4 separate regions of the Mus musculus genome follow, and regions 1, 2 and 3 are each linked to region 4. Evidence: chromatin contacts called from public HiCAR-type and promoter capture Hi-C data. All regions are on one chromosome and are shown on one strand. The core of a region is the stretch at or near the end of the contact, and the rest is flanking DNA. Distances in the headings are between cores, read along the strand shown. Region 1 holds the start of Tceanc (transcription elongation factor A (SII) N-terminal and central domain containing). Region 2 holds the start of Gpm6b (glycoprotein m6b). Region 3 has its middle 73 kb from the start of Gemin8. Region 4 holds the start of Fancb (Fanconi anemia, complementation group B).

The links. Promoter capture Hi-C pulls out the DNA fragments that hold promoters and counts their contacts. HiCAR-type assays count read pairs that join an accessible place to other places. Capture Hi-C pulls out chosen DNA fragments and counts their contacts.
Region 1: a contact with region 4 is called in a promoter capture Hi-C map of adipose tissue, with 3 times the contacts expected there. The contact joins the promoter of Tceanc here to the promoter of Fancb in region 4. A contact is called at or near these places in 4 of 39 promoter capture datasets (cranial neural crest, erythroid cells, hippocampal neurons and 1 more), 1 of 484 Hi-C or Micro-C datasets (muscle stem cells), 1 of 115 datasets of contacts at active chromatin or transcription factors (astrocytes) and 1 of 9 other capture datasets (adipose tissue).
Region 2: a HiCAR-type map of astrocytes shows a contact between it and region 4, with 4 times the contacts expected there. The contact joins the promoter of Gpm6b here to the promoter of Fancb in region 4. A contact is called at or near these places in 3 of 39 promoter capture datasets (the C10 cell line, HPC-7-derived erythroid cells and cranial neural crest) and 1 of 115 datasets of contacts at active chromatin or transcription factors (astrocytes).
Region 3: a promoter capture Hi-C map of stem cell-derived epiblast-like cells shows a contact between it and region 4, with 4 times the contacts expected there. The contact joins the enhancer-like site here to the promoter of Fancb in region 4. A contact is called at or near these places in 3 of 39 promoter capture datasets (the 3T3-L1 cell line, hippocampal neurons and stem cell-derived epiblast-like cells) and 1 of 115 datasets of contacts at active chromatin or transcription factors (astrocytes).

The regions. Positions count from the first base shown.
Region 1 is chrX:166,508,912-166,511,782 of GRCm38.p6, forward strand. Tceanc (transcription elongation factor A (SII) N-terminal and central domain containing) reads right to left here and starts at 1,567. Exons shown (of 5, transcript NM_001007577.2): 1 at 1,382-1,567; 2 at 1-95.
Region 2 is chrX:166,343,205-166,346,372 of GRCm38.p6, forward strand. Gpm6b (glycoprotein m6b) reads left to right here and starts at 1,349. Exons shown (of 8, transcript NM_001177955.1): 1 at 1,349-1,877. The coding sequence starts at 1,817.
Region 3 is chrX:166,241,986-166,244,972 of GRCm38.p6, forward strand. It overlaps a transcript of Gpm6b not described here. Among named protein-coding and RNA genes, the nearest start is that of Gemin8, 73 kb to the left of the region's middle. Within about 2 kb of position 1,541, at least 6 of the 459 cell types and tissues checked have an H3K27ac peak or open chromatin away from gene starts, as enhancers often do. A contact at or near this core is called in astrocytes and stem cell-derived epiblast-like cells, where this site is marked.
Region 4 is chrX:164,979,311-164,982,415 of GRCm38.p6, forward strand. It overlaps Fancb (Fanconi anemia, complementation group B), which reads left to right and starts at 1,282. Exons shown (of 9, transcript NM_001146081.1): 1 at 1,282-1,500. Mospd2 (motile sperm domain containing 2) reads right to left here and starts at 1,065. Exons shown (of 15, transcript NM_029730.4): 1 at 905-1,065; 2 at 684-753. The coding sequence starts at 913.

The DNA.
Region 1 (2,871 bases), core at 317-2,816, 1.5 Mb after region 4:
TTCCAGCAACGGGAAGGGAGAGACAGGTCAGTCTTTGGAGTTCACTGGCCAGGCAGTCTAGCTGAACTGGTGAGCTTCAGGTTCAGTGTCAGACCCTGTCTCAAAAAAGGGAGGGGGGAGGACAGTAATTAAGGAAGACATCTAAGTTGATTAGCACAAATTATTTTTTAAAGTGTGTGTGTTGAGGGAGGGGGTCTGAAGATGAGGCTCAGTTCGTGGAGCACTTACCTAACATGCACAGGGCACTGAGTTTGCACCCTCCTCAAGCCCACCCCCCTCTATGCACACCTCATAAAGCCAGTGTGGTCAGAAAGAGGCCAGCCAGGGCTACAAGAGACTGTATTTCAAAAGAGAATGTGGGCAGTCTGTGTTTGGCCACAGGGTACTGTTTGAAAGCACCCTTTGTAGAGCAATGCTATCTCATATAAAGATTTCAAGCCACAAAGATATTTTTTAAATGTGTGATAGTATGTTAAAATTTGTTGGAATTAATTCTAGTTTTACTTAGCTAAAATATTTTTCCTTTAAAATGCAGTGGCAGAGTTCATACCCAGGGCCTTAGGCAGATTAAAGTATGTGCTCTACTACTGAGCTACACCTAAGCTTCGCCCCAATACTGTCCTTTCAAAATCTGATAAAAGGGTATTTTAATTCCTTTTTGTGTTAATTCTCAAAAACAAAAGTCTGCTGTGCTTTACACTCGAACACACTCCAATCCAGATCAGACACATTTCATGGCAGTTGTAGTTCATATATGAGTGTACATTTTACCATTTACCAGTGTGTGTATGAGTATGTATATGTGTGTGTGTGTACAATGTGTGTGCACATACAAAACCTTTTATAGTGACAGCAAGAGTCGGCCCTACCATGTGTTGCCTGAATGCATGCAGACGCCTGGGAATATGCAATTATAGGAAGGGCATACACACATCTGCACTAAAATCGTCCAAACGTGAAGAAAAAGCACAGGAAAGTTACTGTGAAATTTTCCAGAGGCTTAGGGAACAGACCAGCAGTCTTTAAATCTCTCTCAACATCCAGGAGGGGAAAAAAAGAGAAATTTTCTAGCTCCAGGCTAAACTTATCGGTCAAGCTTCAAGGCCCTGGCTCAGAAGGGAATGGACGGGCCATGGGGGGCTGGGGGGCTAGGACACGAGACGCTGGCGGGGCGTTGTTTTTAGGCAGCCACGTTAGGATCCCGGGGGAAGGGACAGGGAGAGGAACCGGCCCGCCCAGAGAGATTCCTGTGGGTGGGGTTGACTACTAAACAAAGCCTGCAGAAATCCACCCCGGGGGACGGCCCTGAGGCCGTACAGCCATGGCGGCGCGCCTTCCGGCCCGCTCCAATGACAGCACCTAAAGGGAGGAGGAAATCAACCTTCGAGCAGCCTGGGCACGGGGAGCACCAGAGCGCCCCTGCGAGCCGGGATTGCCTTCCACTGGACCCGGGAGTTAGCCCTTCCGCGGGGGCCGAGGTAACGGAAATGGCGGAACGCCGCCATCGGAGATGCTCGGTCACTGCCCTAGCGGCCGCAGCACCGCCCGCCCAGAAGCGCAGGCGCCGCCCTCCAGTGGGCGGTGCCGCCTCCTCCTGGAGGGAACTTCCGTTTCTTGGGGCCGGACGACAGAGCCTGCACCAGTCCTAAGGTTCCGGCGAGCCAACGTGGGCGTGGGATTGGACGCTAAGGTGCTTTGGACTTGGCGCCTGCGCAGAGCGGCCGCGGGCCTCGCAGAGTGGTCCCTTGAGAGAGGAGCTAAGGCCCGAAGTGAAACTAACCCGGCTGCTGCGTTTCAGTGGCAACGTTTGTTGATGCGCTTACTCTTTTTAGTTTCCGTCAAACCAGTAAAACAGATGGGACAAAAATAAAAACAGGCTGGCTGTGGTGATGGACCCCAGTAGGCAAAGGCTGAAGACTAAAGTACAGAGACCGGAGGATCCCGAGTTCGAGGACAGCCTGGGGCAAAACTAAACAGGCTGGACCCGGTACTCGCCTTCCTAAATAAATAAAAATAAACAAATGTAAAACCCTCCATAAGAACAATCAAATAAAATATAAATGGCTAACAGTGATGGTCTGTAATAATAAATGGTTGGGTTTTTTTTTTTAAATCAATATAAAAATGGCTAAACCTGGTGGCATATAATACTAGCGCTCCAGAGGCAGAGATGGGAGAAGGTCCATAAGTTTCTGACCAGCTAGGGTTACATAGTAAGACTCTCTCAACTAACAAACCAGGCAGCAAAAAGGCAAGCCATAATTACTGTCATGCCTAACAGTAATTAGTCCAACAAGCATATAACATGCATCACAAGAATGAAAGGAAGTAGTAACCATTCAGTAATTAGTTACAAGAAACCTGAGTGTATGTGTGAACATGGTCTGCCTTCAAGGATTAAAACCACAGTGATAATTGAACTAGAAAATGTGGCAGACTCCTTTGACCTCCAATGCCAAAACAATTCAGGAAAAGATTTAAGGAAGCAACCCCTCAGTGTTGTGTACTGGATCTGTTCATAGCAGGGATACAGCAGGGTGATCTGGTCATGAATGTAAGAGATTTTACCTCAGCAGAGGGAGGACAAGGAACTCACACTGATCAGGATAAGGGATGCCTGATTATTTTTCTGTTTTGAACGGTTAGTATTAGGGTATGATTACAAAGCAATCTTGGTTTGGGTTTGGTTTGGTTTAAACACAAGATTCTCACACTGTAGTCTAGCCTGGTCTACAACTATGTAGTCCAGGCTGTCCTCAAACTAGGATAATCTTCTTGCTCTCCAAGTGCTGATACTATGGGTGTGTATCACTAGGCCCAGTCTAGAAGTTTTTGGTTTTTTTTTGTTTTTTTTTTTTTTTGTTTTTTGCT
Region 2 (3,168 bases), core at 99-2,598, 1.4 Mb after region 4:
ACATTGTTTTGAGGTATTGTGTAAAAACCCCATAAAACTTTGGAGAATGTTTTTAGGAGAGGTGGTTGCCAACTTGTCTTTTTAAAAATGCGTGTGTGTGTGTGTGTGTATGTGTTGGTGTGTGTGTCTGTGTGTGTCTCTGTGTATCTCTGTGTGTGATGTGTGTGTATGTGTGTGTGGTCAGAGGACAGCTTGCAGCAATCTATTGTCTCTTTCTACCATGTGGATCCCAGGAATGGAACTCTCTAGTGGCTAGACTTGGCAGCAGACAATTTTACCTGCTGAACCATTTCACTGCCCCCCCAACATTTCTTTAATGTTTACTCCCAGTATGGGTGCCACGTAGCTATGGCAGCTCCTGAAATCCTTTATCCTGTGGTTATCGATAGTTATCTTTGTATGTGACTTCAGTCTATAGAATTTTTTCAATAAGGTCAATGAAGGTGAGTGAGCTAGATGCAATTATTAAATGTCTATGAAATTGGTGATACTTGAAAATTTCGGCTCATAATCAAAGTAAAGATTTAAATGCTTAATGTGAGTTAAGAACGTTGATCTCAATTGTACAAAGGGGTTTGTGAAAACAGCCATCAGAATCATCGGAGTCCCTGTTGGCACAATAGTCTTAAAGCCAGATGGTTAGAGTGCCGTTAAAAAGTACCCACTTGGGATTTTGACTGAGGACATCTAACAAATAATACTGTATGCAAATGTAATCATATCCTATCAAAAAACTTGATTTTCATATTAGAAACCACCAAAATATCAGATAGATATACTTTCGATATACTGATTGTTGAATAAGCATTAGCCCCTTTTGGAAATTGTGTTTGAGCTAAAATTTCTCATATTTTAATACAAAAAGTAGAATCTAATGCTGAATTGCTGTCACCATTGTGAAATCTATTTGAAGTTTCTTCCCTCTTGAGTACCTTTATTCTTTTGTCGTTAGTATTTTTTTAAGTCAGCTTGTCTAGAGATTTGTGAAACAGAAGTTTTTTGGGTTTTGTTTTTTTTTGTTTTAAATAGAGCAAGGGTATATCTTTTGAAGATACTTTTCCAGGGCTTAGGGATAAATAGAATAAACAAAATCGATGGCCCAGAAAGGGAAAGCAAAGGGAAACGGGCTTTCTCCTGAGAGATAACATATAGTGTGGTCTGACCAAGTCACGTGGTGGGAGGGGGCTCCTTTCTTTCTCCTCCACATCCCTTCCTCTGATGTCACAAGTCTATTATTTCCTGGGAGAATTAATTAGTATTCATTGGGTTGCAGTTGGCAAGAAGAAAAAAGGGAGGGGAGGGAGAGACAGAGGGAGAGAGAGGAGGGAGGGAGAGAGGGAGGTGAGAAGGAGAGAGAGAGAGAGAGAGAGAGAGAGAGAGAGAGAGAGAGAGAGAGAAGACAGCAGGGAGAAAAAGGAGCTTGGTGGAGAGAGAGAGAGAGAGAGAGAGAGAGAGAGAGAGAGAGAGAGAGAGAAGACAGCAGGGAGGAAAAGGAGCTTGGTGGGAGAGCAGGAGCTTCCCGGGGTGCACTGGGAGTGGGGGCACAGAGTGGCTGTTTTATAACTGGGATCCTCGGTGACGTATGGTCGCCTGCTCCTTGGCAGCTGTCTTTATGGACCAGTAGGCAGAGCGAAATTGACGCTGACAAGACTTTTGCATCTTGGAAGGCACTGTAATCTACTGTAGTGAAGAACAGAGCCTCTCAATCAGGCGGGTGTAAAGAAGAGAGACAGAGGGGAGTCCAAAAGAAAAGGAAGAGGAGGGGGGAAATTGTGTGTTGTGGGGAAGCAGGGAAAAAGCATTTTTGGTGGATGGTATGAAGCCAGCCATGGAAACTGCAGCCGAGGAAAATACTGAACAAAGCCAAGAGAGAAAAGGTACCCAGCGCTCTGACAATAGCCTGTTTTAAAGCTTTTGACTGAGGGTTCTTGAAAGGGGTTAGCCAAAAACGGTTCTAAAACAATCTCGGGTGGTATGGTCTTGTTTTGGGTGGGTTTTTTCTTTATCCTGGGGGCTAATATTAAATTATTAATAGTGTAGCCTCTCTTCTATTTCTGTTGCAAGTATTTCTATGTAATACCGTATTTCATAGAAGGATGTTTGTAGTTTGTCACCTTGAGCTTCTGGATGAGGAAAACCGTCTCTCCTTTTTTTTTAACTAAAATAATTAATCATAACTTAAGTCCTCTGCTCTGCATGCTAGGTTCAGGGATTAGGGGATGCACTATTCTGTACTAACGCTAAAGAAGAACTAGAGGGACATGCATGCTAAATATGCTTTGATCCCAGTAATACTGGAGTGATTTAGACATGCTCTATTATTTTTATTCTAACATGATTGCTCTTTCCATGTATCAGACTATGACATGTAATAATCGTTAGTAACGGAAGCTTAAAGTTTTGTCTACCAGCATTGACAGAAGGGAAGAGATCTTTTGCTAATTGAGACTTAAAGGATTTGGGGACAGGAAAACTGTCTAAGGGCTCCATCCTTAAAGGAAGTCTCAGAGCATGTCACAATTTTGATATTTAGATTTTGGAGAAATTATCATTATTGCACCAAGAAAATGGCAGAAAAGAGACGCTATGCCTCTAAGGTCAAGTTTGATGCCCCATAGAAACAGCGCAGCCAGTGCTAGGTTAACGGCATCTAGATGCGCTATAATTGATCTCTTCACTCCAAGATAGAAACCATCATAAAATGCACCAACATGCTTTATAACTACACTGGCTCCGTTTAAAAAAATAAAAACCGTCATGCTAAGGCTCTTTTTCATGACTTTTACACACAATAGCAGATACTAAATAATAGTAATTCTTCAGGCATGTTTTCTTTATGAATATGTGGATTGAGCCATATGAAATTGCTGCCATCAAACATTTTAAATATGAAAAAACACATCTATATGTGGTTCAACTTTACAGCACATTTGGGTAAAAGCTGCTTATTTTCCTATAGAATTTTTTTCTGCCTATATTAACATTCCATCTTAAACAGACCAATTTCATTTTCAAAATTTGTTTTTTAGAAGCATGATACAATCTACCGTTTTGCCATTTAACCTCTTTGAAATGGACAATTCAGAGGCAACAAGTACATAGCAATTTAATTCGAATGTTGGTACTTTAGTTTAATCCTGATACAAAGTCTACCTCTCCCCCAACAAA
Region 3 (2,987 bases), core at 291-2,790, 1.3 Mb after region 4:
GAAGACATAGTAATTAAACAGACTCAATACAATAAATTCTCAGAAGACCTTTGTGGAATATGGCTCATGTATCCAGAGAAAAATGCTGACATTTTATTAGCTGTGTATGTGAAGAAATCCAGTGTCATAAAACATGGGTAGAAATAACTATTTAACTAATTTTACAGTAAGGGAGTATGTTTCAGTTTAAGATAGGCACTTACTATGTGGCCTAGGCTGTTTTCAAACTCATGGGCTCAACTGATCCTCCTGCCTCCACTTCTGAGTAGTTGGGGCCAAAGAATACTACACCAAGTTGACAAGAACTTTTTTTGATTATGAAACGAGATCATTCCAGTATTGCTTGAAAAATATTCATTTCAGTTACATGTGGTAGCTCACACCTGTAATCTTACCACTTAGGAGGTAGAGACTGGAGGATTTGGGATTCACAGACATCTTTGGCTATATACCTACTTTGAGGCCAGCCTGGGCTACATCAGACCTGTCTCAAAAAAGGGGGGGGGGGGGAAGAAAGCAAAGAAAAAGAAAAACCAAAAGGGTCAGTGAAATGACTCAGCTTGTAAAAGTGCTTGTTGGATAAGTGGAAGGAGAGAACTGACTCCCAAAACTGTCCTCTGACCTTGTACAAACATACTGTGGCAAGCACATGTGCATATACACATATACAATTTACAAGAAAAGCCAAGGCCACTGAGATGGCTCAGCTGCCTGGTAAAAGAGCTTGCCATACATGCCTGATGATCTAAATTTAATCCTTGGACCCCACATTCAAAACAAAACAAAAAACTAGATTTGGTGACATCCATCGGTCACCCCAGAACTACTTCTTTGAGATGGGATGTAGAGAGAGGAGAATTATCTTGAAGCTCATGAGCCAACTAGACAGCAAGGCAGAAACAACAGTAAAGACCTTGCTTGCCTCAACAAGATGGAAGAAGACAACCCTCTAGCTTTCATATGCATACCATGGCACATGCGCACATGCACATACACACATGCATTTTTTAAAATTTAATAATGATGTGTCACAAATCATCTGGAGATCTTGATGAAAGGCAAGAGCCTTGACTCAACCAGCCTGGGCACAGCCTTGGTGGCATTTTTAAAAGTCATGCCAGCACTGCTGCTTCTGGCTTTGGTTATCCAAAGCCAGAAAATAAAGAAAAAGCCTGGGAAAGTCAGGGACCTGGTCCATGCCTCAGCTTACCCTCAATACTGACTGTATGATCACTGTAATGCCATTCTTGCCTCTTTAACCTCAGTTTACTAGGAGAAAAAAAATCTATAAAATCACTTCCTTAAATCCATACAGATCTACAAGTATGTAATTTCAGGGACAAGGATGAGAAAGTAGTGTTATGCTTGAAAAACAGGAGCAAACAGCTCCCTAATTGTTTAAACACTATTTGGTTTTGTCAAGGCAGCAGCCAGACCTCATTTGTAGTTGGGTAAAATGCTGGCACCTTCCTTGTGCCCGCCTACAGGACGGTGGCTGTTCTCCAAGGCAACTAGTGGGGGGAGCCTTAAGGATGCCTCTTTTAACACTTCCAGCTTGGTGTCTCTTCTCTTGTCTTTACAGAGCTCTTCCTGACCCCCTATACCCAGGCTGTGACCCCAAAAGGAAGCAGTGCCCCAAAGACTCCTCCATACAACATTTTGTTCTGGGAGTTTGCTTAGGAATTCAGATGCAAGTGGAGACAAAAGAGTGGTGTCCTGATGCATAACTGGGCAGGAAATGGTCCCAGCATGTGCTAGGCAGCCTCCTTCTGAGACTTAATGTCTAGTGAGGAGCCCACCCGGGGCCTCAGAGAGGCTCTTTTCAAAACAGGCTGAAATTCTGAGTAAACCTCAAACCACGTCTACCCAGGACTGTTTGTGACAAACAAGAAGTAATTGATTCTTTACTATATTTTTGCTCTAGCAGTAGCTGTTGGCCAAACCACTTGGCTTCCCCAGAGCATTTTAGAGGACAGTGACATCCGGGATCAAGTCGCTGGATGCTTTATTGAAAATGCCAAAGTGGCAAATCCTATGAAGTAGTATTTCTGTGTCCTAAATGTATTCACTATCTTTAAACATTAATCTGCTAAGTTTTTGTTGGATAATCAAGGCCTTTCTTTGACCAAGAAATCCCAATTGGACTTGGGGTTCCTTGAAGTTTTCCATACATGAATCATAGCCAATCACTGGCTGTAAGGACCAGCTTGAGATACTTTTAAAGTAAAATGAGACATGAAAGCACTCGACACTGGTCTGTGCAGAATCCTTTCATATCACCCACTCCACAAAACTTTAATAGTTTATTGTCATTAATTACTTTGGCAACTATTTTCCAAGTGACTCATTTTGGGTAAGACTTTGCAAAGCAATGGACCTGGTTTGAAAAGAAAGAAAACTTCCTTTTGGGGGCTCAAATTTCACTAGTTTATGCAATGTTGAATTCATTTGCATAATTATGATAACAAATACAACTATTATGAATACCTTTTGGGACAAAGACAATGGACTCTTCTTAAGCACACAAATGGATAAGAGAAGTAATAGCTATACTCTGGAGAAGAACCCCAGTTTCATGGGCAGCACTAAGTATGGTTTAGAAAAAGAATAATGAATGCAAGGTGTTTTAGTTGCATTCTCATGTTGCTATGATAAAATGCCCTGACAATAGCAACTTGAGGATGAGAGGGTTTATTTGGCTCACAGTTTGAAGGTACAATCCGTATGACAAGGAACCCATGCAGCAGGAGCCTGAGGTTGCTGATCATTCCAGCCACAAGAGGCAGAATGATGCCTGCAGACACTCAGCTCACTTTCCTTAAGGAATGATGCACTCACAAGTAAGGCGGGTCTTCCAACCTCAATTAACTTCATCAAGCTATTCCTTCATAGACACACACAGAGGCTAACCTACACCAGCTAATTAATCCCTCACAGGAGTACCTGGGAGCCTGAGGGGCTTGCCTCCCAGGTGAATCAAGATCTTG
Region 4 (3,105 bases), core at 32-2,531:
TGCATTTCATAGATATGGAAACAGGAACTCGGAACATGGAAGTAAGCTATTTTGTGGAAGGGGGCTACATTAGTATCAATCAAGGCAACTTATTCCAAATGTTTAAAAACAATGTACAAGCACTAAGTCAGCAGATTAAGTACTTGACAAGATTCTATGACAGTGACCAGATTATTCAACCAATAAACCAGTTCTGCACTTACAGAAACTTTTAAGTACAGTGTGGAGCGAGAACTTGTGCGTAGCACTTTTGGTTTTAAGAAGCGGAATTAAGCAAAATAAAAGGAACTGGATTACCAAATTATGTACAAACTATATGGCAACAGTACAATGGCAGTTTCCAGGTTCGTTTTCTGGTGAAAGGCCAGCGAAGGAGCCATGAACTGAACAGTGTCACCTATGTCATTGGCCAATATGTTCATAGCCTGTGAGGCCCATGGATATAAGGAGATGCTAGGCATTTTGATTTCTAACTTTCACTAACCGTTTAAAGGAAGCCCACCATCTGCCCAAGTAAAGCAGCGCACACAGTATGGCAAAACCTTTGAAACATGTACAGCATCTTTCCAGTGAAGGTTGGAAAGGTCTCTTAACATCTCCCGTCAAAACACCCACAAACACACCAGTAAAAGTTGGATATGCTCACTGCACACCCCACTTTAAGTCACAGAAAGCATGCTTACCTGTCACATACTCAGCTTCGAATCTCCGCCGGGTCTCTGAGATTAGCTTGGCTTTATTCTGAGCGTTATTCTGGATAGGAGACACAACAAAACCTTAAGATGCTCTCGGTCCTTACCCAGATCACTCCCAACACAGCTCACCTGCACCGGAGCGCACGGGCCCTGGGCCTGGAAGCTGTCTTCCAGGCTCACGGCCCAGGCAGCGATGAGGTGCTGCTCACCTCGGCCATGGTCACAGTCGCGGAACCTATTGTGGTTGTACCCGTCGCTCCTTCCACAGCCTGCAGCCAAGTGTCTCATCACCAGCCAGCCCAGCCCAAAGGTAGATCAAGAAGGGAGGGAGGGGGGGAGGGGGTCGCGTGACACCGGAACGTAGAAGGAAGTGCCTCCACACTGTCCAATCCCATAGTGTTGTCCGGGGTAGAGGCGGGAATAAGTGCTCTGCTGGGCTCCCACTTGCTTCTCTAAAGGAGAAACCCCGCCTTCCGACGACCTCCTGGCACCGGTGTCCCGCCCCAAGTAGCCTGGAGCACTCTGATGCTTTTCCCTGAAGCTCAGCCCCTACAGCTCAGCTGGCCATTTGCTTCCAGCCCTCGGAGGCTCCGCCCCTCCCAGGTCCCCTCTGGCTACCACCTCCTGCAGGCTTTGCCGCCTGAGTTGTTCAGGCAACTATTGGGCCGGTTGTCCCAGCGTGCAATGCGCGGGCGGGAGGTTTGGAGTCCTTTGGTGCAACTGGAACGTGGCAATTTGGCAGCCTTGGAGAACTGGTTTTGGTTTGGTTTGGTTTTCTCCTGACCGCTCGCAGATAACTTGCATTGTGAGTATTCGCTATATTCGGCGATTATTTCTGTTAAGGTTCTTTTCTTTTGGCTGTGGTGTCTGGCTTTATAGTGCTGGCAACTTGGTCTGTAGCCTAGGTTGGCCTCCCTTCTCAGACATGAGTTTTCTGTGTCAGTCTCTCTGATCCTGGTTACAGGTATAACCACCACAGTTGTGGACTGGGAGACGCTCACAAGGCAACCGTCTTTGAACTCTGAGTTAAGTGGTTATAGAAAGTTAAAAGGAAAGATGTTATTTTGAGTTACTTGTTCTTAACGAGGTGGGGGTAGACTCTTGTTCCTGCCATGTAAGTGACATTTGTGGGTGTCACCGCTCTAGAATGGGAGTGTAGCTGATTTCTAATGGGGAGAAGCCAACGATGCTGCCAAGCTTGCAGGACAGGTCGCAATACTTATCCAGGGTGAAATGCAAACATTGCCGAGACTGGTGAAAGCTTAGATTTATAAAGTACTACAACAAACTATTAGCTTTGGTGGCTTAGTTGAACATAACAATGCTGCCTTTCTTAAAAACTGACCAACACTGAAGACTACTTGTACTGGCAATTAGAGAAAACGTTTTCCCAGGCACTGGGGATGTCGATCACAGGTCCAGCACATGCTGGAGACCTCAAGTTCCAGCCTCAGCAGCCCTGCCCCTCTGCCAAAAAGGACAACCCACGTTTTACCTAGTCTGTAGCTGGTTGACCTTAAAAAGGCAGTTAACATCTTTTCCCAAAGCGTTTTCAATATTTGTTTTTATGGGAAAATTTGAACACATTGTTTAAAGTTTGTTTGAAAACTTTCATAAAAATATTTGAGTAACTCCGAGCTCCCCTAGACTCCCACTTCCCTACTTTGATACCCATATTCTTTACTAAAAGTCAACCATCATGGTAAGGATTACATTCCTTTTAACTGTAGTGTGATATTCCATCTGTTTATTTTCTTAATGGTAATCATTCAAGTTCTTAATTTTTATGTTGCAAATAGGAGTGCAGTATATATTTCCCGGTTGTAGTATTGTTTCATATGGGGTCAGGTTGGAAATGCAGTTGCCAAAGAAACACAGTTCAGTTCATTGCTGGGTTAAAATCTGTAGTCATCTGTTTCATAAATTACTTGTTCATTATACCCATGTGTGTGTGTGGGGGGTGCTCGAGTGTGTGTGTGCGTGCTCTCGCGGGCGTGGTACACAGATGAATGTCACAGGATAGTTTTCTGGAGTTGTTCTTACCTTCTACTCTGCTGAGGCAGTCTTTCTAGTTTCTGCTGCTGCTTTGCATATTGCAGCTTTATAATTCCTGTGGGCTTTCAGGAGGGTCTCCCATCTCAAGAAAGGAATGCACTGATTGCAGGGCACATCACTGTATCAGGGTTGTTTTCTTTTTTCGTTTGTTTGTTTGTTTGTTTGTTTGTTTTTTTCCCTAGTGAACTCTGCTCCTCCCACTTGTTCAGGCATTCACAGCTAAGCACTTTTCCCCAGTTCTCTGACAGAAGGTACTTTAAAGAGAACATCTAAGATCTATTAGCTAGCTTGTGATAAATAAGTTTCTAACAACATTTGTTTTGTTCTGTATCTGTTCTCTTCAGTCTCTCTCTCT